Regions from separate parts of the Capra hircus genome. Here region 2 is linked to region 1. Evidence: chromatin contacts called from public Hi-C data. All regions are on one chromosome and are shown on one strand. The core of a region is the stretch at or near the end of the contact, and the rest is flanking DNA. Distances in the headings are between cores, read along the strand shown. Region 1 overlaps DOCK3 (dedicator of cytokinesis protein 3). Region 2 holds the start of C22H3orf18.

Region 1 (7,392 bases), core at 1,576-4,075:
CAGGCATTCGTTCTGACTCTGGTGAGTGCCAGATGGATTCCACCGGAAAGCCTTCCCCGGAGAGCCTGAACCACCCTGAGACCAGGACAGGCCTACTCTCATACAAGCTCTCCCCAAGATGTGGCAGGAGCTTCCCGGTCCTCAGCACTAAGGCACCCTCTCCGGAAAAGGAAAAGTTCCATCTCCACAGAAAGCCATCACACCTCGAGGAGTAAGAAGCTTGGAGGCAGGTCTGGGCAGCTTCCCCAAAGGGGCTCTGACAGCCTGAATTCTCATATGCACATCCTGGCCCTAGAAGAACAGCAGGACTGCACAAATTCACCCACAAGAGCTCAAAGGAAACCGGGCAGGAATGCTAGAGGGGAAGAAAGCTGGCAAGGCTGCAGTGGTTTACGAAAGGCACCTGCCAGAGCCACTCCACGTCGACCAGAAATCATCCAGCCTGCCCTCGGCCTCCTGTTGACCAGTGAGGCCAGTGAACCTCTGCCATACAGCACCAGGGCTTCCTGGGTGGCTCAGTGGTAAAGAACCTGCCTGCCAATGCAGGAGATGCATGGTTCGATCCCTGGGTCGCGAAGATCCCCTGGAGAAGGAAACGCAACCCACTCCAGTATTCTCGCCTGAAAAATCCTGTGGACAGAGGAGCCTGGTGGGCTAGTCCGTGGGGCTGCAGACGTGAGAGCACGCGTGAACACACACCAGCGCACGGGCTGGTGGAGAATCTCAGATGCTGCACCTATCCTAGGAGAAGAGCGCAGATGCCGCCTGTGTCCTGGCCTTTTCTCTCTCTGCTGTGGACCACCACCAGTCTGAGGTCCCCTGTGCACAGCAGCCTCGAGGGTCAACTGGCCTGGTCTGGGAGTCACTGCCTGGGAAAGAGAGATCCGTAAAATGAGACGTGGAGCCATCAGGGGACTCGAGATCCCGACGATGAGAGAATGGTGACAAGAGCACACAGCTCCTGCTCTGGAGGAGCAGCAGAGACCTGGGCAGTTATGACTGTGGCACTGGGTCCCCCAAGGCAAATGTCTAGCTCTCTGCCCACTAAGCTCTGGCCCTGTGGCTCAAATGGGCTTGCTCTGGGCTCAGCCTTTGCTTTGAGACAACCCTCTTTGCTCCCCACACTTGGCGGGTGGGCGTATCCAGCTCCTTGCTGCAGCTTGGTCTGAAGCCTGAAGCTCTTCTGGGTCTGGCGGGCGTCAGGTCTTGGTCTGGCTGCCAGCACCCACTTGAGCTCTGAGCCCGTCTCTGCTCTCAGCTAGATCTGCGACTGCTCCACAACTCCGGCAAAGAGAAGCCGCTGTGGTTCCCAGCCCTCAAGGCCACAGGAGCACTCGGTTTGGGGGCACAAGTGCAGGGGTCCAGGAAAGCCACGTGTTTTGGGGATGTGCAACTCTGAGGCTAGGAAGGCGTCTTCAGCCAGAATCTTATCTCCATGCCCACTGTGGTCGAGCACCAGGTGCTGAGGCCTCCCAGGCACTGAGGTTGTGGAATGCGGGTGTGTTCTCAAATACGACGCGGAGGTGCGTCCTCCATGCTGAGCAGAGGAGGAGCAGTGACAGTGGGGACAGCAGACGGCACGTGGTGAGGAGGTGTGATGACATGACAATGGCTTTGGAGGGACACGTCCTGATGGGCCAACAGGTTGCAATGCTAGGGACCAAGAGTGCCCTAAACTTGCCAGGTGGAGGAGAGGGGAACCTGCAGGGAGTGGGGCGGATAGGCTCAGCCCGGTTGTGTGTGGCAGGTGGGCTGGGCATAGGCCCCACACGGGCACTGTCCTGTGTTAAACGGAACTCAGGTCTCCATGTCTGGGACTTTGGGCTGGGGTTATATGGGCCCAAGTCTGGTTCTTCCATCAGTTGGCTGGAGCAGAACGTAGAGTAGAACTCCACTCTCTGTAACCAGCCTCTGTTCTAAGTACTGCCTGGTTTCATGGTACAGCTGATGGACTTGCAGCGTGGAAAAAGGATGCTCAGCTATTGCGGGCCTGGGTGGCTACAGGAGGACTGAAGTCCCACAGGGTGCCTGGGACTGTCTCTGGGAAATTCACTTTGCCATGACCTGTCCCTTCTCATTATTCTTGTGGATGTGCTTGGCCACAGGCCTCCTCTGAACAACAAGGAGAGGTCCCTGTGGGCCTGAGTGGAGAGGGACCAAATCCACAGGGCCTGCTGAATTCTGGGGCTGGTGGGGAGGCGCCCTGGGGAGTGGGTGCCCACTGAGTTTCCATGAAGGTGAGCTCAGGGCAGGTGACAGCTGGGGCGTCTCAGAGGGTGGGTCCTGGGGAGCCGGAGATACAAACAATATCTAGACCTCAGCATCAAGCCAAACATGGGTTAAGTAATGAACAGAGGAACTGGTCAGGACTCTGGACAGACAGAATGGCCTGAGTGTTAAAAGCATGGCTCAGCCTTGGCCAGCTGGTGCTCAGGGACAAGAGTCAGATGCTCAGGATGGGGACAGACAGGAGAGGAGGCCACCTGGGAAGAAGAATCGTACCTTTTTCGGCCACAGACAGATTGGGATCACTGCAGGGTTTGCAGGGTCCAACCACTTGCTGGAACAAGGCCCGCTGGAAGTTTGGCAGCTGAGGGAAGGAGAAAAGTATCAACTGACAACAATCAGTTACATCTTGGGGGCGTCATGGGCCCCAGGAGCCAGGGCATTCTAGGACTAGACCAGGACAATCAAAGCAGTGGGACAGCTCATGCTTGAGATGCGCTGCAAATGTCAGGCTGGTTGGAAAACTGTCCATGCTGTCTGGCTCCGAGTCCTGCCCTGTGCAACTGTGCAATGTCTGGGGCTCCCCCACCGCCCCCGGGCCTGGCTGGGCTCCAGGCTGTCCTGCACATGGCCAACAAGGAGGACACAAGCTCCTGAGGGCATCTAACTGCATCCTTCTGTCCTGCCAAGAGACCCACGGGTAGGAAGGATATGGGGACCCCTTGCACCCCTGAGACTGGCAGGTTTGGCCTCCTGGAGACGCCCCGTGCGCACAGGCCCGTGTGAGGGGAAGGGCAGCACTCAGGCCTGAGGTCACAGACATGACCCGCTGTTCCATGGGTAGCTGCCAGGCAGACCTGTTCTTTCCACCTGGCAGGGCTGCCCAGGCACAGGGAGCTGAGAAGGTCCTGGCACTCTGGGACTGGGTAACAGTCACTGGAGGTGACTCTCATGGCCCCTGAGAGAAGGGCAGGGCAGACTGGATGGGGGAAGGAGCTAGTCACTGCAGCTTCTTGTTCAAGGCCCCATACGGGACATCTGCAGAGCTCTGCAAATGGTGTGGGGAGGGTCCTGACGGGAAGAGAGGGGCTTTGGGCGGACGGATGGACAAACAGATGGACGGATGAATGGAAGAGGCAGAGCTTGCCCCTGTGGGGATGTCCTTCATGCACACACGGAGGAAGGCCAGTCTCTAGACCCATGTCTGCCACTGCCTTCTCTGGACAGAAAAGAACCAGTTTTCTCTGCCAGGTTGTGTTTTAGATGAGGAGTTCAGGACGCTGGCCAGAAGAACAGACAGCCACAGACAGTGGTGGGTCCAACCCCACTGCCACTCTACCCATAGCTGTACTCCATCTGGACTGAGCACAGATGCTGGTCTCCACATTCACTGCTGCTCCCATCCAGGAGGGTCTTCACGGCAGTGTGAGGGAGGCATGGGCAATGCAGAAAGCCCAGCAAGTGCAATGAGGGGAGCTCAGGCCAGCACAGTTGCAGCAAAGGGCAGTCAGCAGGCTGGCTCCGTTACCTGTCCATTCTCCATGATGGCTGCTGGATACATGGCGCTGCTTGGGCGGTCCCGGTGTGTGGGCAGCAGCAGCATCATTTCCCGGGCGTGGCGGTACTTATCTGGCAGAGAGGGAGAGCCTGTAACCAAGTGAGAACAATCACGCACAGATGACACGCCACAGATGGAGGGCCCAGAGGGCATGCATCCCAGGGAGCCAGTGACCCAGGGTCGGTGTCCCCTTGCAGCTGGGGTGAGGATGCGCTCGGCAAGCACAGGAGGAATGAAGTGGAGCCTGGTGGTTGGGTGGTGGTGGTGGTGAGGGGGCTGCACTGGGCATCCCAGCCGAGGCAGGCACACTGCAGACTGGGGTGATGTGGACTCGCTGACGCGGCCCCGTCCCTGCTCAGGGGCAGATCATGAGGAGAGCTGGGAGTTGGAGTTGGGGCCCTAGGAGTCCTGCGTCTCCGGCACTCAGGGGAAATGGGGGTGGCCTGGGTGCTGGGCTCTCTCGGGGCCCAGGCATGGGCCCAGGCTAGCTTGCAATGGAGCCATCACACAGAAACACACACACTCAGGTAACAGAAAGGCACAGTTCTTACTGGACATAGTTTCCACACACTTACCTTCTCCAGACACCACTGGCCCTGTCTCAGCTGGCCCCTTCCACCTTTCCCCAGATTCCAGGCCTCCTGTGCCTGGCCTCTGCCTTCCTGGCCATCATACTGCAGACTCAGCCCAAGCGGCTCAGGGCCCAGGGCCCTGCACACAGGGGGCTCTCCAGGGTTCCTCACTCTGAGACTTGCCCTACAGTGAACTCGGGAGTCATGGAGCTACTCTGGGACTTGTGGGACCTTAACCCAGGCTCCTAAGTTGACTTGGTTCATGCTCTATGGAAGTGAGTCTGAGTGAACTCCGGGAGATGGTGATGGACAGGGAGGCCTGGCGTGCTGTGATTCATGGGGTCGCAAAGAGTCAGACACGACTGAGCGACTGAACTGAACTGAACTGGACAGGACTGAGGGGCTGTTACGGAAGCCAGATGTGGTGTGGCTTAGTCCCCATCGATGCAGGCCATGGTTACACGCCCAGTAACCTGTCAACTGGTGGTCCTCAAAGGGACCTTCCACAGAAGTGTTGAGAAAAAACTTGCAGGCTTCCCTTAGGAATATATAATTTAGAAGGCCCTCCAAATGTGCATCACTTATTGTTCCAGACAGCGGCATGTCCATGTCAAACTAGTGGGGTCTTCCGGATCCCTTGTGGGAAGGTCACCTGGACCCCAGTGCTGTCGACTTGTCCACTGGAAGCCTGGCAGCCTCTGGCTGGTTCAAGTGGGTGAACTCCCCCTGTGATCTGAGAGGTGAACCTGCAGCTCTACAGGCTTTGTGTGGGCCTTCCTGTCGGGGTGCCCTCTAGGCACTGTCAGGGCACAACTAAAAAGGTGGCCAGGAATTCTTGAGAAATGCCTTTTAAATACTCATTTTAGTCCCAAAGATGAGGCTTAAGTATGTTGAAGAAGTCAGCATACTAAAAACCAATAATGCAGCTATTATTAACGTAAACTTCCTCCATAGCTGGTCTGAGTGATACTGTTTGTAGAGCCTCAGAACTGGCTTTAAGGCCTGGTTTTAAAAACTATCCTTCATTGATAAGGGAATGAGTAAACTATGCTTTATTTAAAAAAAAGAAAAAAAGAAACTAGGCCTGAATTTCTACTATTTGGTGATTTTTCTCCCCTATCAATATTTTTTTTCAGAACTTGTGCTCTGAGGCAATCTCAAAAAGATGGCTGTGTAAAGAAAAAAAGAAAAGGGTTCCTCCCACTGATTTTCACAGTGCCTTCGCAGCAAGAAACTCTGAAAGCTCCCTGGATCTTGTTGGCCACAGCCCTGGACAGGGCTGCCCACACATAGCGTGCAGAGAGGCAGCCAACTCATGTCACATACCCATCCTATACCAGGCACGTGGCTGGAACATGGTATGCTGCCCTGCTCAGCTTGGCCCTGGTCCCTGACTTGACAGAGCTCACGGTCTGGCTCACCAGGCCAACCCTGGATCTGAGTACTCAACATCCTGATACGTGCTGCAGGGTGAGGCTTGAGGGCAGCACCCAGCCCCAGGGGCTGACAGGTGCTCTGTGCAAACATTAGATTTTCCAACTCTAGCTTCCTTCCCACTGCTGTTTTCCCTAGGTGGCCAAAACCACAGTAGGTGAGAGTGGTGGCTACTTTTCAGGAAAACATTTAAATACCACAAGGGCTTCTGCATCACAGGACTTCCAAACTATTTCAGTTGTAGTCTGGTGAACCTCAGGGAGGCTGAGTCCCCAGCATGAGTGAGTATATTCAAAGAAAAGAAAGAAAGTTTAGTCACTCAGTCGTGTCCAACTCTTTGCAACCCCATGGACTGTAGCCCACTAGGCTCCTCCGTCCATGGATTTTCCAGGCAAGAGTACTGGAGTGGGTTGCCATTTCCTTTTTCAAAGGATCGTCCCGATCCAGGGATCAAACCCCCGTCTCCCACATTGTAGGCTTTACCGTCTGAGCCACCAGGAAAGTCCTGAATTTATTCAATGTTCAATCAAAATCTCCTAGCCTCGCTCAGCCTTTTGACCACCAGGGGGCGCTGCCGACTTACAAGACCGAGCCTTGCAGGCCATTCACCTTGAAGGTTTCCAAAGCAAGAACCACTGCAGAACATCAACGGGCACGGCAAGGAAGCTACTGGTGTCATGACCACTCCTGGGAGTGGGGAAAGTGACTCCAACGGAAAGGACTCTCTGGAGCACTTTCTCCATGAGAGCCCTCCCCTCATCTGTAACATCAGACACAAACCCGAGCGTGGGCCAGCCCATTTCTTCTGTGCTCCCAGTGCGCCTACTACTGTGCCTACCACGTTTTGGGCCTCCCAGGGCCAATACAGGAGGCATGGGTTCAGTCCCTTGTCGGGAAGACCGCCTGGAGAAGGAAATGGCAACCCACTCCAGTCTTCTTGCCTGGAGAATGCCATGGACAGAGGGTCCTGGCAGGCTACAGCCCATGGGGTCGCAAGAGTCAGACACGACTTGGTGACTAAACCACCAACTACCACCTAGTTAACCATTTGGTTTACTTTTGTATCAGGCTTTCATTATATGATATTCTGGAGTTTGGCCATCATGATAGCTTATCTCCAGAGATGGTGACGATCGATGCCTTCCCTCCCTAAAACACACACGTCACCCTCGCATCAAAAGGTGCAGTCTTATTCTTTACCCTGCTATTTGGGTTGGCCTTAGTGATGGGATCAACTGACAGAATGTGGCAAAAAGGATGTTCTGGGACTTCCAAGGCTGGGAGTAAGAAGCCTTGCAGCTTTTGCCTGGGTGTCTTGGAATGCTTGCTCTGGGCAAGTCAGCTGCATGCTGTGAGAAGCTCAAGTGACATAGGGACTCAGGTTGACAGCCTCAGCTGAACTCCCGGCGGACGGGCACAACTGACTGCCAGCCACGTGAGAGAGCTGTCTTAGATATCCAGTTTAGTTGACTCTTGAGACGACTCCAGCCCCGCCCCAGTGACATCTGACAGCAAGCTCATGAGGGACTGCAACTGAGAACTTGCTCAGGAAGCCCTATCAACCCACAGAACCATGTGAGATGAGAATACATTGTTTCAAGC
Region 2 (7,372 bases), core at 1,223-3,722, 400 kb after region 1:
GCCAGATAACAGTCCACAGGGTCACAAAGAGTTGGACACAAAGAGATTTAGCACATATACACATCGTTGACTGGTATGCTGAAAATCATCCCTCCACCCAATTTAACCCATGGTCCTAAACACCAGCATAAACTGCCAACTAAAAATCTGACAATTTGTTGGACCTCCCTGGTGGTCCAGTGGTTTGGAATCCGCCAGCCAGTGCAGCGGACACAGGTTCAATCCCTGGTCAGGGAAGATCTCTCATGCCATGGGCCAACTAAGCCAACGAACCACAACTACTGAAACCCGCACGCCCGAGAGCCTGTGCTCGGCAACAAAAGAAGCCACCACAATGAGAAGCTCCCCCCCTCCACTGAAACAAGAGAAAGCCTGAGTACAACAAGGAAGACCCAGGACCCAACGGAAACAAAAATAAAGACACAAATAAATAACTTTTAGATGACAATTTTTGTTAACTTTATATTAAAATATATATATTATATATCACAAATTATATTACATATCACCAACACATTTAGCTGAAGATTTCAAATCAGTGGCTTCCTTTCCTCTTACAAAGACCTGGTTTCAAACTAGCTTTTATTGAACAACTGTTAGGTGCCGCTCTTTAGAGACAAGCAGCAAGGAAAAAAAGACTGCGGACGGGAAGCAACCTGCCCAAAGCTACCCAGCTAGTAACCGTTCCAGGCAAGGCACAAATCCTTCGGACTGCTGAGGCAGCTCTGACTACCAGAGTGCGGCCCAAGGAGCAGGGGAGGCCTGAAGTCAGGCGCAGCTTCTTCCCTCCCAGTTCTCACGGAAAGACTGCCTCTAACCAAGCCTGTTTCTCCATCTGTACAACGGGGACACAGACTTTCTGAGGAAGGCTACCAGCACTCTGAAGAACTCGACGTCTCGAGGGTGTTGCTCATACCTTTCTAATAGGTTACTCCACTCTCCCGCCACCCTGAAGAAACTGCCGCGGGTTCGGCTCCCGGATGTGCATAACCCGGATGTGAGCGCCCTCCCGAGAGGCTCTGCTTCCGGGGTTGGTTCAACTGAGAAAGGGCTCGGGTGGATTCCGTCGACCAGCTCCAGGGTTCCTAGAGCCGCTGGGTTGCACCTCGGACGCCCCTGCGGGCCAGTGGCGGCGGGGTGGGTATGAAAGCCTTGCACACTATTTCGCAGGCGCACGGTGGGAAAGGGTGGCGTTGTGTTAAGGTTGCTCCCCAGTCTTCCTGAAGGTCACAGCAGGAATACGGCTTTAGCCTGCGGTGTCTGGTACCGACTCCGGAGTTGTGTAGGCCGCCCGAAAGGAGGCGTGTCATCAGCTGGCCAGGAGTTCAAGGGATCGGGCGCTATGCGCAGGGGCGTGGCCTAACATAGACCTTGTACGGGTAGAGCGGCACGTGGGTGTAGCCCAGTGTTGGGGGCGGGCACTAACTTGAGGAGTGGCATCCAGTGTTCAGGACCTGGACAGGACCAGTGTCCAGCACCAGGTGGCGACTGGACCCCAGGGCCGCTCTTGACCCTCTAACCCCGTTTTAGGGTTTGGAGCAGGCAGCTCTAAATTGGAAGTATTAGTAGACCAGGGTTTGAATCCTTACTCATCGGGGTGGGGGGCTTTGTCCAGGTCCTCTCTGTGTGCCTCAGTTCCTCTTATAAAATTCATGGCAGGGTCTCTCAAGTGTGGCCTGCCAATGCCACTCCCCTCTGCCCTCGAGTCTATTGTTAACTAGATCACTGTTGACTAAACTACTGTTAAACATACAGTTTCCGAGGCTCCGTCCCAGACCCGGGGATCTGTATCTGTAACAAGCTATTAAAAAGCGATCCCCATAAGTTCCTATGAAAACCTGAGAATTAGAAGGTATCTGAAAGCTCCTCATTGTAGAGGTGATCGCACTCTGGATGGAGGGGTATATATAGGTTTTCCTGGGTCCAGGTGCCCAGTAATTCCTCTCCAATAATAATACCATCCCATCTCCCTATTTCTCTGAAAGATGCCTCATTTCTAGCCAGAGGTGGGTACCGTTTGCCAACAGCCCTCACACCAGAGCCCATCTGAACAGGAAGCTGAGAGCCAGGGAGGAGAAGCATCTTGCTCTAGTTCACCAAGCTAGTAGAGCGTCAAGCCAGAGTTCAACGCTGGCTCAAGGACTCCTAGCTTGGTGCTCTCCCCAAACCTGCGCCCACCTGCATTTGGGGAGCGCGAGTCTGTCCGGGTGGAGGTGAAGCCTGGGCTAGCCGGTGGCCAGAGTTCTGTCCTTAAGAAAGGCCTGGCCGCCCACAGTCCCCCGCGCGATTCTACATGGGCCAGGGAGAATGAGCAGTGGTCTGCAACAACTGCGACCCAGCTCCCGCTCTTGCTGGGGGCAGAGCCAGATCTGAGCGGCAGGCCAGCGGACCAATGCAGAGCCGGCTCTGGGCCTGACAGCCAATCCGAGGCCGGGGGCGCGGGGCTGGCAGGGAGGAGAATAGCTGGAGCATCGCGGAGACGCTAGGCTGCTGGCCTCAGCCCCACCCCCGCGGTGGGTCCCGGCCGGGCCTGTCCCTGTCCAGGCTGGCAGAGCTAGCGCTCGGCTGTGGGCGGTGCGACGTCACAGGCACAGCCCAGGAGGTCCACCCAGGGAGGGCGGACCTCGGGTCGGACCCGCCGCCCCCTACCCTAGGACCTGGGGGGTCTCCCCCCCAACCTTGCCCCCGCCTCCTGCCGGTCGCCACCACCCCTAACCTCTCCGGCTGAGCTCGGCGTCCCAGAGAGGATTAAGTAAGTGCTGAGGTCGCCGCTTCTGTGCAAGAATGGAGGAATCAGAGGGACGAAGGTGGGGATGGGGATTGGAGTAGCGAGGAATGATGAACCTGGTGGAGAACGGTATGTGGGTTCTCGGAGGTCGTAGCGCCCAACCCTTTTCCTCCCCGATTCCTTCTCTTGCCCTTTGGAACATGAGGCAGTCCTGAACAGTGATGAGCAGGGCCCTTTCCCTCCTTTGGAAGGAAAAATAAACAGAGCCCCAGAGCAAGTGTTAAGGGTCTGGCCCAAGGTCACATCTCGGAGTCAGTGGCAGAACCAAGAAAGAACCTGGGACTCCCGACAAGCCCAGCCTACCTAGAGGCAGAGGACAGAGAGCGGCGATGAGCCTCTCCCATCCCGTGTTTCTGTGCCAGCCTTGCCCCTTCCTAAGGGGCCATCCTGGGTGTGTGTGCCCACCTCACACACACCCATGCACCCACATGGGAGGCATCCCACATATACCCATGAGCTGGCGCACAGCGTGTGTGTGCAGCCATGATCTGTGCAGTCCTCCTCTCCCTAGGCCTGCCTTTCTGCAGTTTGGCTGGGACTTCTTCCCACTCCGTCTTATCCAGGGCCTTTTGGCCTGGGAAGGCCAAAGTCACAGGCTGGACTGGGCATATCGCCCACCCTCTGCTCCCAAGGGAAGAGGGAGGGGTAGGAGAAGTCATCTCAGAGTGGGAGCTCCATTCTTACCTCTGAAGATTCACTCTCCTTGACTGTCTCCTGGTCCCTGGCAGCCTCTGTCTCCCCTGTAGGGGTCCAGGGACCCAAGAGCCTACAGAGAAAGCCCATCAGAGGCCCTGAATTACTCCTTTCTCTCCTTCTTGTCTTCTGGCCTTGCCACACCTGTCCCTGCCCTCCTTCCAAGCACGGGCTGGATGACACACAGCAGAGTGGGTGCAGGGGCTTCTGTGGCCCCCCTTTCCCAAATGGAGTGACCAGAGTGAGAAGAGCTTACACTTACTGGGTGCTTACTGTGGGATAAGGGTTGTGCTGAGCTAAGTCATTTCTAGGGACTACTTCATTCTGATATGTCAGTGACCCTCTCACCCTTTCTGTGAGGGAGGTGCCCTTAATGCCTACAGCTTAGACTCAGGGAAACTGAGACAGGGAGAGGTGGTTGACTTGCCTAGGGTCACTCAGTTAAGTAGCTTGAACCAGAATTCACAGACAGGCTTGTCTGATCATTGTGCAAGGAAAAAGCTGCAGTTTTGTTTTTTTTTTTTTTTCTCCAAGCAGGAGGTGAGGGATGGTGGGGGGGGCGGGGAGCAGGACGTATGAAGTTGAAGAGTGTGGGGAGTAGGGGCTGGGGTGGAGAGTGGACTTTTTCTTTCAAGCCTCCCCACTACCTTTCAGATTTTCCAAGTATGATCACTGTGATCATCTTACCCACAAAGAGGGGGCAGGGCTTCATTTTCATGTCCCTAAATGCAAGTGGGATCTATAGTATATGAAGACATATCCCGATGGTCCCTGAACTTTCCCTTGCCCTCAAACTTTGATTTCCCCTGTGCCTTCAGAACTTAGGGGAACTTCGTCTCACCACAGAGTCCTGTCCTTAGCCTCCTGTTTTTTTTTTTTTTTCTTTCCAGCACCCACGGAGCTCCCTTTCAAGGACGTGGCCCCCTGTATGGGTAGTGGGGGCCATAGGTTGGGACACCCCCGGTGTCAAAAGTGAGTGGGCAGGTTGGCTGACCACAAGCAGTCTCTCAGCATCAGCATGGACTCCAGGATCCCATCTGCTCGGGGCTGGATCAGCAGCCGCCCACCCACCTCCGAGTCTGACCTGGAGCCTGCCTCAGACGGGCCAGCTTCCGAGACCACCACCCTCAGCCCAGAAGCCACCAGCTTTAATGACACCAGAATCCCTGACGTGGCTGGTGGCACCGCCGGCGTGGGCACAATGCTTCTGTCCTTCGGGATCATCACCGTCATCGGCCTGACTGTGGCCATGGTGAGAGCTGGGGCAGACTGGGGTTGGCCCGCATGGCTGTCACTTGGCAGAAGGGTGATCAGCGGTTAGATTTTAGAGAATCTAGTCAGAACGCAATGGTCTGTTAGTGATAGTACAATCCTTCCCTTTCCGAAGGATTTGTTTATATGGGGGCCCAGAGACCAGAGGGGCTGCCTCCAATCAGAAGAAAAAGAAAAAAAAGCTAGGTCGTGAAGGCCATGTAGGAGTTGGGGTGGAGGATGTTTCAGATGTTTCAGATGGAGGGTCTTGATGGGCAGAAGTGTGGAAGCAGACAGCAGGCTCTGTGAGCAGTGAGCAGGACAGCGAGGCAAGTGAGCATGGGGGCCTTACAGGAGTAGAGGCCAGAAGATAATTGGGAAAGATCATGGGCTGCAGGGTCTGGATAGGATGCTCTGGGCACAGCAGCGTGCTGGCAGTGTTCATTCATTCACTTGGCAGTTATTTCATGGGCACTTGCCCTGGATCAAGCCTTCAGGACCACAGGGATGAGGGAGAAAAGGTTCTGCAGTTCTTACAGGGAGTGAGAGATAAATACAACCAAAGGTGCCAAGGGTAGCCCATACAGACTGGCTTGGGGAACTGGGTGGGGATTGGGGGCCTTCCTAGACTGGTGGTCAGGGACAGCTGAGGAGGCGACATTAGGGCTGAGACCTCACAGTGGAGACCTGGCCCCAGTGTCACAGGAAGGGCAGAGTCGGACCAGGATCAGGGCAGAGATGAGCTGGGCTGAGGCTCCAGGTGTCCCTCTGAGAGTGGATACAGTGCTTCCAGATCTGGGATCTGGCGCTGAAAATATGGTCTCTCCCTTGGGAATTCCCTGTGGTCCAGTGGTTAGGACTTGGTGCTTTCACTGCCATGGTCCTGGGTTCAGTCCCTGGTTGGGAACTAAGATCCTGCAGCCAAAAAAAAAAAGACATGGACTCCCTCTTTAAGATGATGCATGGACACTCAGAATGTCACCAGGGAGATTGTGTAAGCTGAAACCTGGAAGGGCAGGGGTGCACTGTAGGTCCCCCAGCAGGCCCAGCAATGGTGGCATTTGGCCTGCTGCCCCTCACGAGCTCTGACAGCCGGCCTAAGACCTAGGAGCATGTTGCTCTGACAAATAGGGCTGTGGATGGTCCATCATGGCTGGAGCTGCTGGTAAACCATGGTTACCATATGGGCCCCACAGGCTCCGGATCGCTGCCAGGGAGCAACTGCTGTCCAGCAGGCAGGGCCAGGACATAGCACACAGAGCAAGGCCAGGGCCTGCACAGGCTTCTGGGGCAGGGGCAAGGCAAAAGGCCAATGTTTGGCACCCACGTGGTGGTTAAACAGGCAGAGCCACCAGAACGTCAGGGATAAAGCAGGGGCTAGACCCAAAGATTTGATCCTGGGAACTTGGGAAGACTTCCTTACTCTTCATTCTGGAGGCACATTCAGAGGGCCAGGGTGCATGGCTTTATGTCCCAAAGCAGAGAGATAGGGAGCTTATGGGGCAAAGGCAGTGGAGGGCAGAAAACAGCTCCTGGGCCAGGGCCAGGTCCAGAGAGGTAGGTTCCTTGAGTACTAGGGAATCTGCCTTCATGCCAGCCATGAGCCAGGCCATGCTGTGCGCAAGGAGGAGCAAATCAGTGCCAGGCAGTGTGCCTCACATCAGAGGAGCAGTGCTGGAGGGCTTCCTGGAAGAGGTGGGGCTGCAGCTCGACAGTGAAGGGTGGGAAAGATTTGGAAAGGAAGATGTGTTGGGGGAAGGTATTATTATTTGGGGCAGAAGGAGCAGCAAGGATGAAGGGTGGAGACTGGTTCTAGCGTCTCTTGAAGATCCTTCTGTATCACAGGCCATGGGGCAGGGCAGGGAGTGCAGACCACTGGGGCTGGAGCTGCTGGTTCAGGGCAGGCAGGGGCTGGGCCAGAGACCTGGAGCTCCTGTCACCTCCCACTCACAGGAAAGCAAGGGGCCTGCTCACATCCTGGGGGTGGAAGGAGGAGCAAGGGGCACCTCAGTTTCTTTCCACCTTTGGCGTCCCCCAGGAATGAGCAGCAGGAGGAGCTCTGGGCCAGGCTGGAAACACCAGATTCAAGCTGTGAATGAGCCACCAAGAGTATAGGAGCCACGGCAGATTTAGGACAGACTCTTGGAACAGGGCTTTCCCCCAGGCAGAAGTGGTCATGTTCCTGGGAGTCAAAACACACCAGTTTAGGGATGAGCAAGATGGTGGCAGATGTCCTTGGGGTCCCTGCCCAGGTGGTCACCCGTGTCTCACCCCCATCTTCCCCTTCCTCCCTACTTCTTTCCTCCCCTCCTCCTGCCTGCTCCCCCCTCCTCCCTCGCCCCCACTGCCCTGTACCAGGCTTTCCTGCTCCAGCCCGGAGCTCTTGGGTCCAGATGTTTTCTCAGGCTGCCCAGGCCTTTATCTCCAAGTCTGTACAATGGTGGGTGAGGACCCAGGGGTCTTCTTAGGTTCCTCCAGCATCAGGGTTCAAGAGTTTGGTCTGGGCTGTTGTCTAGGGCCTCAGGTCCTCCTCCTCAACCCCTTTCCACTGAGGACCAACATCCCCGGAAACCCCAGGAACCCAGACCAGAGCCTTGCCCAGAGCCACTGCCCTGCCGAGTCTGGCCTCTGCCTGTCGCC

The links. Hi-C and Micro-C count contacts between places; a contact is called where the count stands out from the background.
Region 2: a Hi-C map of blood shows a contact between it and region 1, with 5 times the contacts expected there. The contact joins the promoter of C22H3orf18 here to the enhancer-like site in region 1. A contact is called at or near these places in 2 of 5 Hi-C or Micro-C datasets (both in blood).

Annotation. Positions count from the first base shown.
Region 1 is chr22:49,470,311-49,477,702 of ARS1.2, forward strand. DOCK3 (dedicator of cytokinesis protein 3) reads right to left here. Exons shown (of 54, transcript XM_018038222.1): 50 at 3,755-3,873; 51 at 2,503-2,590. Among named protein-coding and RNA genes, the nearest start is that of MANF, 11 kb to the left of the region's middle. Within about 2 kb of position 2,826, at least 1 of the 5 cell types and tissues checked has an H3K27ac peak or open chromatin away from gene starts, as enhancers often do.
Region 2 is chr22:49,869,995-49,877,366 of ARS1.2, forward strand. C22H3orf18 reads left to right here and starts at 2,473. Exons shown (of 5, transcript XM_005695919.3): 1 at 2,473-2,752; 2 at 4,372-4,733. The coding sequence starts at 4,500. It overlaps HEMK1 (hemK methyltransferase family member 1), which reads right to left and starts at 1,310. Exons shown (of 11, transcript XM_005695916.3): 1 at 917-1,310.